2 separate regions of the Mus musculus genome follow, and region 2 is linked to region 1. The links are chromatin contacts, called in public HiChIP or PLAC-seq maps. All regions are on one chromosome and are shown on one strand. The core of a region is the stretch at or near the end of the contact, and the rest is flanking DNA. Distances in the headings are between cores, read along the strand shown. Region 1 overlaps Nckap5 (NCK-associated protein 5). Region 2 has its middle 96 kb from the start of Nckap5.

Region 1 (5,337 bases), core at 631-3,130:
AGGGAAAGGCATCAGACCAGTATTAGGATCCGTCATTAACGTACTATGACTTCATGCTGGGTCAGCATTTATACGTGCCCAGGATGTGGGCCAGTGAGATGACTCAGTAGGTAGAGGCGCTCATTGCCAAGCCTAGTGATCTAAGCTTAATCTCTGGAAGCCACATAGTGGGAGGACGGCACTGACGTCTGTATGCGATCCACTGACCTCCACTCAAGTGCTGTGACATATGTGGGCATGTACACACATGTACATGTATACATATAGGCACCTGCGTTCACACATGTAAACACACACGAATACAAGCACATTACATACACACACACACAAAAACACAAATGAGAGAGAAAGAGAAAAACAGAGAAACATGGAGGGAGAGACAGAGATGAGAGAGAGAGAGAAAGACAGAGAGAGAGACAGAGAGACAGAAGAGAAGAGAAAGACAGACGGACAGACAGACTGACAAGCTTTCTAGGATGTCCGTAGGTCATTTGTTGTATACGACACACCCAATAGCTCCAAGACAGGTCGGATAAAGTATAAGATCATGTGTCTATCTCAGGCTAAAGGCTCTGAGTGAATCCCTCTCTATCATGCAGGTACGTATGTGCCCATACAGTCATGTTCATCCCATAGGTTTGCATCTTTACTAAAAAGGCTGATTTTTTTCAGTGATATAAGCACCGTAGTGAGGATGTCCACAAAGAATAGAGCATACAGAAGAGAGTGAGCCACGGTCAGTGTCTCTATTGTATGAAAGTCACAGGCCTTTTTCAGAGAAATGCATCACCAGTGGCACAAATTCAGAAATACAAAGATATATTCATATAGTGGATACCTGTTTTCTATGCTGTTGGGTAAGACAGTTCAACCCTTTGCCAAATTTCACTTGAATCTTTTATTATTATTCTTCCAGTCAACAATATCACCATCATCATTTTTATTTCTTGGAGAGGAAATGTCAAAACTCAATGCTGGGAAGCCCGTCCTGCAGAGGCGGTAAACCTCCATTCCACCTCCGGAGAGATGCCTTTGACACTCTCTCCAAAGGTTCCCTGCAGTTTAAAGTAAAAATGTTCTTCAACACACAGTATGACTCGTTCAGAAGACACAAAAGGGTCAGGGCTACAAACCTAAAGAGAGCTTACATGACAGTTCACTGGGTAGAATGCCTATCTTGCAAGAACAAGGATCTGAGTTCAATCCCCAGAACCCGTGGGAAAAAATGTCAAGTGGAGTGATGAGCATGTGAACCCCCAGCCTTGAGGAGGCTGAGAGGAGGATCCCTGGGGCCCCCCGCCAGCCAGCATAGCCTATCAGCAAGTCCCAGGGCAAGACAAAAAACACAACAAACAAACAAAAGCCAAATAAGGAATGAGAGCAAGGTTGACCTCTGGCCTTTACATTCATGCACACACATATGCGCAAACATCTACATGCACACACATACATGCACATACATATGTGCACCAGCAACTGCACAGAGGCACATATATCAATGATAGAACTGGGTTTCATCAGATGAGCTGTGCTCAGTGGCAGATCAGAAATGCCGACTCCCTGACGGGGTGAGAAGTGAAGTTTTTACAATGTCATTTCCCCTCAGCAGTTATGAAAAGGGCAAGATACTGGTGTAATGCAAGAGGCTTGGGCATTATGAGAAGTCCCTTACTGTTTCTGTTCCCATAAAAACAATTAGTCATCCATTCATAAGAATCACTGATGGACACCAGTTCACTCAATGGGTCACTGTGTTTCCGGCAATTCCGTATTCCCACCCTTTTTTTTTTTTTCCATAAGGGCTGTCATTGGCTGGGACCCTCTGGGGAGCTGAGCCCTTGAAGAAACCATGACAACAACTTTAGTGAATTATGCCTTGGAAAACACAGCCAGTGGGGAGGAGGGAAAGGCAAGTGCCCCAGCCCTGCATCTTTGAAAGCATGCTTTAAAAATAGCCATGGGGGCACTTTCCTGTTTGTCAGACTCAGTAGCAGCTGTCCATAGCCCACATTGCTTTCATAACCCTGCCTGTCCACAAAGAAAATACAAACCCCAGATAGCTATAGAAATGGGCATTATTCAACACTCATGTGCCTTCAGAAATAGCTCAGGAAGCCATCAGAGACACAGTGAGAGGGAAGACGGGAAAACCTTAGGAGGACCAGAAAGGGAAGAGAAGAGGTATTTTTAAACAATGAGGAATTTGTAGTAATAAGGCAGCAAAAAAGGTCAGGATTTGAAAAGGCTGTCACTGAGAAATGGGTCAATCTTAAAACTCAAAGGTTCCCATAGACCTCACCAGGCTCCAAAGGACAGCACCAATCCAGTGGTCACACAGATTACCCTATTTACATGACAGGGGTCAGAAAACAAAAACAAAGTCATGATTCTGAGAAAGGGACTAGGGTGGAAGCCACCAGGGAATGGAGGGAGATAGGAGGATGAGGCTGGAGAATAATCAGAATGCATTGTTACATGTATGAAGCTGTCAAGGAACAGACTTAACTAATAATTCAAAACTAGACTTAACAGACAAGGCTTTCACTGGCTCTAGCCATGTCTTAGCCGTGTTTTCCTAAGCATACTTAACCTTGTCACAACCTCCTCCGGGAGGCCATGGAGGACATGGGCTAGCTAGTCTCTAGAATTCTGTTCTAACAAAGTTCTGTTGCATGACAGTGTAAAGAACATGGGTCCAGGCGGTGGGCAGTTGGGAGGACCATAGATTTACCCTGCAGTCACCTAAGGACCATTCACCTGGAGAAAGGAGTGGAACAGCTTGAAGTTGAGCCTATCACTATGACAGCAAACTTCATAGATCCCTCTTCACCCACCAATCACTAGGCAAGTAGGCGGGACTTCTGGGTTGGACAGGGGAAGAGAGGAAGCAGGAGAGAGTTAGGGGCCTTTTGGAGGGGATAGCGAGAGGGCAATATGTAGCTACTAGTGTCTCCTGGCTTATATGGCAGATCTGCCAGGATTCACCGCCAGAGGATTTAGATTTAATAAGGCTCACAAGATTCGGATTCTAGTTGTTGCACCCAGGGATTGAGCTACCATTGTTTCTGAACTAAGTTTGTTTGGCATTTTCGTTCAAGCAGTGGTGATGTGCACCAAAAAGGCCATTGGGGTTTTGAAGCATATGACTGACATGGTAGCAACAGGACAGTGAGAACTTCGTGACCTGGGTGGAGAGATTTTGGAGCTCTGAGTCAAAGAGTCTCCACAAGATAAGAAATGGCTGGCAAGACTGCCAAAGCTGAGAGCAGCTGGGTGCACCTTGGAAACTCGCCATTCTTTTTAATATTTCTTACAACAAGAAGGTGCCAGGAAGCCATATGATCCACTTCTCAGAGGCAAGGTGCAGGCAGGCAAAGAGCTCAGTTAGTGAAGTCAGACACACTGTACTGCATGAACAAATAAATACATGAACAGACTATCCATAGCAGGGAAGGCTCTTTAGTTCGGTGATCTTGTTTAGTTTCTTCTTAGCACAAAACAATGGCCAGCATACTGCCTTAAGTATAATTCTGATTCATAGTTATAGAGATTAGGGCCCACCACCATAAGGAAAGAGCCCCAGGTTTTATGAAACAGAAAAGGATGTCAATCCTCATCAGACATGTTCTCATCAATTGGCCATCCCCTTTTCAATCAACAGGTCACTGCAGAGGTCACCTCTAGAGCTGAGTAATCGGCTCCACGGTCTGACTCTCAACTACCTCTACATCTTGTGATGCAAGGGTGACCTCTCTGTCCTTTATGCACCTCTTTAAAACAGACACACTGTACTCCTAACTCTGCTAAGTACTAGGTTTGTAAGATTAAGTTAGGGTTTTAATATTCCTCTAAACTAAAAGTAGTCATTATTCATTTCCAGAAGCAGAGAGAAAATGGAATTATGGCTATCAAATCTTGTTATCCAAACATATGACCAAAGTAAGCACTCAATAAATATATTATCTATTATTATTTTTCAGTTATTTTCATATCATACTTTCATAAAGTATGTTATCTGTATAACTTGGTATAACAAATGTGGTTTGTGTTGTTCCCAGGTCATTTAAAATAATGAATCACCTTACAATTTTTGATGAAAAAGACAACCTCACCTCAACCCTTCTAGCATGAACTGGCCAAATAGCCACTGGTCAGTCACTTCCTAGACAGTGAAGATGGGCTTCAGTAGCCTATGTGCTACTCCTGGAACCTTAAACAGCTTAAGTCATGGTAGAGTTTGGGCAGATAACTGGCCACTGAGAAAAGTTGCCCTGTGGCATCAGAACAAGGGAGAAAAGGGGGAGGGGTAAGTCTCTAGGGAATTGGAGGCTACAAACAGTTTTCTGAGAATTGCTACCAACTCCAGGTCTATCCTTTGCTTAGCCTCAGACTCCATTCTGGATTAGTGACAACCGTGTTCTATATACTGCCAGCACATGCTTGGGTTCTCTGACCACACAGCACTGAAGCTATATTGCCGATGGAACTGCCAAGCTCTTGACTGCTGAGGATTGTACGTAATTCTGGGGCCAAACATCAACACAAGCTCACAGGTCTTCCATGAAGAGTTACCAAAGGATTATCTTTTGCACGGCCACCATATCCTGAGCACTGGGGCCACAGGAACAATGAAGGTTACAGTATTCTGACTTTGGTGGAGTTTTTAGTTTAAAAGATGGAAGAAATGCATGAACAAATAAATACATGAACAGACTATCCATAGCAGGGAAGGCTCTTTAGATCGGTGATCTTGTTTAGTTTCTTCTTAGCACAAAACAATGGCCAGCATACTTCCTTAAGTATAATTCTGATTCATAGTTATAGAGATTAGGGCCCACCACCATAAGGAAAGAGCCCCAGGTTTTATTTTTTTTTTTTTTTTTTTATTTTTTTATTAGGTATTTAGCTCATTTACATTTCCAATGCTATACCAAAAGTCCCCCTTACCCACCCACCCCCACTCTCCTACCCTCCCACTCCCCCCCTTTGGCCCTGGCGTTCCCCTGTACCGGGGCACACAAAGTCTGCGTGTCCAATGGGCCTCTCTTTCCAGTGATGGCCGACTAGGCCATCTTTTGATACATATGCAGCTAGAGTCAAGAGCTCAGGGGTACTGGTTAGTTCATAATGTTGTTCCACCTATAGGGTTGAAGATCCCTTTAGCTCCTTGGGTACTTTCTCTAGCTCCTCCATTGGGAGCCCTGTGATCCATCCATTAGCTGACTGTGAGCATCCACTTCTGTGTTTGCTAGGCCCCGGCATAGTCTCACAAGAGACAGCTACATCTGGGTCCTTTCAGTAAAATCTTGCTAGTGTATGCAATGGTGTCAGCATTTG
Region 2 (5,277 bases), core at 181-2,680, 260 kb after region 1:
GCTCCATTGCCTCTCGTTGCCCTTCTGGGCAAGGAACACAAAGACATTGTCTGTGAAAAGAGAGAATTCCAAAGAAGACTACCCCGAGTAAACCTTGAAAATAAGCACAGGGCCAAGGAGAGGCTCGGCCACCAAGCCTGATGCCCCTAGTTCAATCCCAGAGATCCGGTAGCGGAAGGAGAAACCTGATTCCTGCAAGTTGTCCTCTGATCCCATCCCCTGCAGCCACCACAAGCATAAATAAACATATACATGTAGATTGGACACAATTTCAACACATAGGCTATCACCAACAAGCAAGCGAAAACAGAAAAAGAAGAATGATTAAGACATATCTATTGAGGGCTCAGTCATGAGCTCGCTGTAGCTGTGCTGACCTCTGAAGGACTAGGCTGATGAACACTCCATCAGGCACAGTGGGGAGCGCGGGCTCTGTAATAGGCATCCCAACTCCTATTGGCTTCGTCCCCTCCCTGGAAGACTGTGGACAGTGAATGGTCGCTGGGAAGAGTCATTCTCTGCCAGGGTGCTATTGCCTGTGCTCCAGTAAATAACCCTCATCCATGCTATGCACACAGCCCTAACTAAACTTGGTGAGTCCCAAAAATAAATCATTAAAAAGACATCAAATTGGGTTATTGGGAAGGGAAGTTTCAGTGGGGGAGAAAGATGACGGGGTGTCTGGAAGGGGAAGGAAATGACCAAAACCCTTTATATACATACATGAAATTGTCAAAGGATAAAAAGAGACCGAGATTCATTATATTCACGTGTCAAGTGTCCAAATAAAAATTGGAAAATTATTTTTAAAAGAAAAAAAAAGTTCCAAGGTAAAACTAAAGAACTGAGTTCCAGCGTGAAGGAGATGTTACAGTGTGTGCTGATAGGATTCCAGACCAAATACAAGGAAAGACTCATGCAGGTAAGGGTGTGTGCTGCGGTTGTCACAATGATACCGTTTTTCTTTGAGGCAGGGAAAGGGGAATAAGGAGTTTGTAATACGAGCCTTGGAGCCTTGGGACCTAGCAGATTGGTTCCAACTATGACAGAGGAAGGCTCTGTTTGAATGGCTCCCCCCTGCTCTTGTGTAGGCTCTCTTGACATCACTACATCATGCTGGCTGGTCCTGTCAGACATCTGTCTGTAAACAGAGGCTGCCTTTCAGACCTGGTCAGATGAGAATGCTGTGATTCCTATCCATGTCTCTACAGAGCAAAATGAGATCATTGCGTCTGTCCCTGGGAGTGTCACCTCTGTGCTCTGAGGCAGCAATCTGACCTAAGATTCCAGAACCCAAGCCTTTATCTGCCAGTCTTCGCTGGAACTCCCCGGGAATTATGCTGACTTCAGTGTCTATTTTCCTTCTTCTCTATGAGACACTATGGGCGGTGATTCCCCTCCCTACTGGTTAGGAGGCCCTGTGGTCTCTCTGGGCCAACAACCATTCTTGGCTCAGAGACTCCTATTGGCTTTCAGACAATCCTGGCAGACACTGCCCAAGACTTGGCTCAGAGCCTGCCCTACTGTGTTTTGAGAGCAGTACCGGCAACAGGAGGATTCTGAGTGCAGTAGCTAAATGCCGCGGGTTAAGTCACCCGATTTAAGGGGTGAGAGAAACAGTAGAGCTGTTAACTGTACACATCTGTGCCCCACATATGGCTACTCTAAGATCTGGGGCATTCTGGAGTCCTGATGCCTTTCCCTGGGCTCCACGGGGTATTTGAAGCATCCTCAGAAAAGGCTGCCATGGCACAATGGTCCTGAAAGTAAGATGATTGGCTGCTGGCAGAGTTGTCACCATCTTCACCAGACACGGGCTCTGTAATAGGCACCCTGACATGGTGCTGACTTGAGCCTGACCCCTCCTGATAATCTTTCATGAACAGAGTATGAAAAATGTCATCATCCCTCTTTCGTGTGGCTGAGGTTGTACCTACAAATAAGGAATCCAGAAGGCAACTGTGGGCGCTGTTCCTTCCGCATCTTCCATTTAAACAATTAATGAGAGTTTCTCATTGACCTAAAACATGCTAATAGTCTCGCCTGGCTGACCAGTGAGCCCTGAGGATCCACCTGTCTCTCAGCCTTCCAGCAGAGGGACTATGAGAGCTCACTACCATGCCCAGTATTCTAAACATGGCTTCTGGGTGATTGATCTATATTTGCAAGGCAAGCACTTTAATGACTGAGCTTTCCCCCACCCCCATACAACCTTTCTAATACATGAAAGCGTAAGTAGGAGACGAGCCAGGGCTTACTCAAAGTCAACATGAGCACCTCTGAGCTGGGAGCTCACAGGAGCAGGGTTGGAACTCAGAGGGGATACTGGTTCCTTCACTCTCCTACTCTTCAGAGTAAAGGGTTGTTTCTAGAATGCAGGTAAGGATTCCTGAATAAGAAATTAACACACTTGTACCCCACCCCAGGACTGTCCACTCAGCTCTTAATTTTCTCAGAAGGCACTGACCTAAGTGCACCCTCTGACCTACCAACAAAATCCCAGGGAGGTACATAAAGATGAGTGCCGAAAACTGGGATTCAACGTAACTAACGGACCGAAAAATTAGGAAGTCTGATGGTTTAATTTGAAACGGAAGTTACAGTCACAACAAATAATTTTTAATTAAGTAAAATGTCAAGACCCAGTCATCCAAAGAAGATACCAAAAGTATCCTCCATCACAGATTTATTCTTTGGAGAAATCTGCCACTCGCACCTCAAAATTTAATTTCCTGGAGCCCGCGGTTGGCATTCATTTTATCATTTTAATAATCTTTAATATTGTGTCAAAGATTAAAATCTGCCATGTACATATAGACCCAGGGTCCTACAGAGAGCGGAGGTCACATGGAGTAAAGGAGGCTGGGATATTTGGAGAAAGGAAGGGGGGCTCTGGACTGAGAGAGCCAAGAACATGAAAGGGAGCAACCGGGATAGCGATGAGGCCAGGACCAGTTGTGTCAATAGCAAGTGAGTGGGGATGTTCTTAGGGGACAACTAGCAGGAGACAGGGAGACTTGCTCCCCAGGGAAAAGAAACTGGGGCCTATATCTCACAGGTCAAACATAAGCGCTGTGCAAGCTGAGTATTCCCTGGTGGGCCTTTGTTGTCTAATTTGTCTTTCTAATGCTCGCTGGAAAAACTATTGCCGACAGTGCAAGCTGACATTTTACAAATGTCAGAGCTTATAAACAAGGACAGGCTCCAGTCCTAGGACCTACCTAGGTTTCTCAATCCATGAAACTGAGAGGCACTGAACGACTGGAGGACCCCTGGAGAACTGCTGGTCTTCAGTCCAGGTTAGAGGCCAAAGGAGCCATCAGTGAAGGGTGGAGCAGCAGCAACCACAGCAGCGATTACAAAGGCTCTGAACTTGGAAGCGGGGCAGATGAATTTACAAACAAGATGCGAAGGTAGGCAGGCAAAGAGCAAACCTTTTCCCTGATATTGTATACTGGGTGCTGCCCAAAGGTGCTGCTCACATGCAGGAGTAGGTCTCTTCACATCAGTTAGCATGTGAGGGTGAGGAAATTCCCTCACAGGTATGCCTAGAAGTTCATGGGAAGTACAGACCTTGTTCAGTTAGGGATGAATATTAGCCAACGGAGCAGCCTTTGTCAGGTCACCTGACCGCTATGAGACTTCACGCATGCGTGTTTGAAACTCATCCTACATAGGAAGGATGAGGAAACCGGAGTTTCATAGGTATCAAGGCACACAGGGGACTCTTTACTGATTCTATTTTAGGCCCCAACATTACCCTGCTTTATTATTATTATTATTATTATTATTATTATTATTATTATTATTATGGTTTGTTGCATTTTGTGTGCATGTGTGTTCCTGCTTGTCTGCATGTGCACAATGGACACACATGCACCCTCAGAGTCCAGAAGAGGGTATTTGGGTCCTCTGCAAATGGAGTTAGAAATGATTGTGAGCTGCTCCAATGTGGGTTCTCAGAACTGAACCCTGATCCTCTGCAAAAGCAGCAAGGACCCTTAGCCACCGAGCCCTTTGCTCCAAACACCTACACCCTGCTTCTAGATTGCACGAATCTGTTAGTCTTTGGTAGCTGACCTCAGACTCTAGCACACACTTGATAACCCTTCCTTCTGTGGGGCAGGAGCCAAATCCCTCCCTGGCACTTCCTGCAAACGTGAGCACTTGACTCAGAGAAGGAAAACGGAAATCCACACAGACATGAGCAGCTGGCAACTGGCTTTTCTTTTTCCAAACCAGTGCCCTTGCCTTTAGAAACCCCGAAGAGCCTGCATGATTAAAAACTGGAATTAATTAGAATACTTAAAATCCAGCAGCAGTCACTTTCAAAGCAACAGCCGACGGTGCCTCCACCACCTCCAAGTATTCCCATGGGCACCTACAGCTTCAAGAGAGAGACCCCAAACAGCACCCAGGAGGCCGTTAAAACCCATCTGCAGCCCCGGGAACTGTAGCAAACATTAAGCAGAAATGGGCACAGTTGTTTGGCAATGAAAAACTGGAGGTCTTTAATAAGCACCCACATAAACCTTGTTTTAAATTTCACATTCATGCTTCTATCAACATTGGTTTGGTTAATTATCTCAATATCTAAAATGGGGAAAGGGTTTGGAAGGTGGCTCTGTGGGAACTGTTTGTGGCAGAAGCACATAGACCTGAGTTTGGATCCCTAGAACCTACTTAAAGCCAAGTGGAGTTGAGGATATCTGTAATCCCAGCATGACTGCATAGATATGAGAGGCAGAGAGGGAGAGGAGAGTCTCTAGAAGCCTTCAGGCCTAGACGGCCACTGACAGCAGTGGAGAAAGAGACCCTGTCTCAGACAAGTTAGAGGGTTCAGGTTGTCCTCTGACCTCCACATGCATGCCTTAGTTTATATGGACCCTGCCTACACAAACAGAATACACACGCACACACACACACACACACACACATGCACACACATACACATATGCACACATAAACATGTACACACACACACACATGCACGCACGGGGAAATAAATATATAGTAATAAGGTATTGGTATCCAGGGATCTTCAAATAGTTATTGCTCTACAGTAGAAGCAGATAGTCTCAAACAGCACCTGGTTCATAAATGCTTGATAAACTAGATTTGTAAAGTTATGATTGTAAATTCCATAAAAATGCATCTGATCCAGTACTGAAAGGTGGATTTCCCTGTGGCCGTGGGGAGACAACATTTAAATGGTGCTGTTGCTAATATCTGCCATAAAGAAGTGTGGTGATCAATATTAATTCTCAGCTTGAGACA

The links. HiChIP or PLAC-seq counts read pairs in DNA pulled down with a chosen protein or histone mark.
Region 2: a contact with region 1 is called in an H3K27ac HiChIP or PLAC-seq map of stem cell-derived neural progenitor cells, with 4 times the contacts expected there. The contact joins two enhancer-like sites. A contact is called at or near these places in 2 of 484 Hi-C or Micro-C datasets (cerebral cortex and cortical neurons), 2 of 115 datasets of contacts at active chromatin or transcription factors (fibro-adipogenic progenitors and stem cell-derived neural progenitor cells) and 1 of 9 other capture datasets (embryonic stem cells).

The regions. Positions count from the first base shown.
Region 1 is chr1:126,658,816-126,664,152 of GRCm38.p6, forward strand. All of the region lies in intron 2 of Nckap5 (NCK-associated protein 5), which reads right to left. Among named protein-coding and RNA genes, the nearest start is that of Nckap5, 170 kb to the right of the region's middle. Within about 2 kb of position 1,881, at least 33 of the 459 cell types and tissues checked have an H3K27ac peak or open chromatin away from gene starts, as enhancers often do. A contact at or near this core is called in stem cell-derived neural progenitor cells, where this site is marked.
Region 2 is chr1:126,924,226-126,929,502 of GRCm38.p6, forward strand. No RefSeq gene overlaps it. Among named protein-coding and RNA genes, the nearest start is that of Nckap5, 96 kb to the left of the region's middle. Within about 2 kb of position 1,431, at least 61 of the 459 cell types and tissues checked have an H3K27ac peak or open chromatin away from gene starts, as enhancers often do. A contact at or near this core is called in stem cell-derived neural progenitor cells, where this site is marked.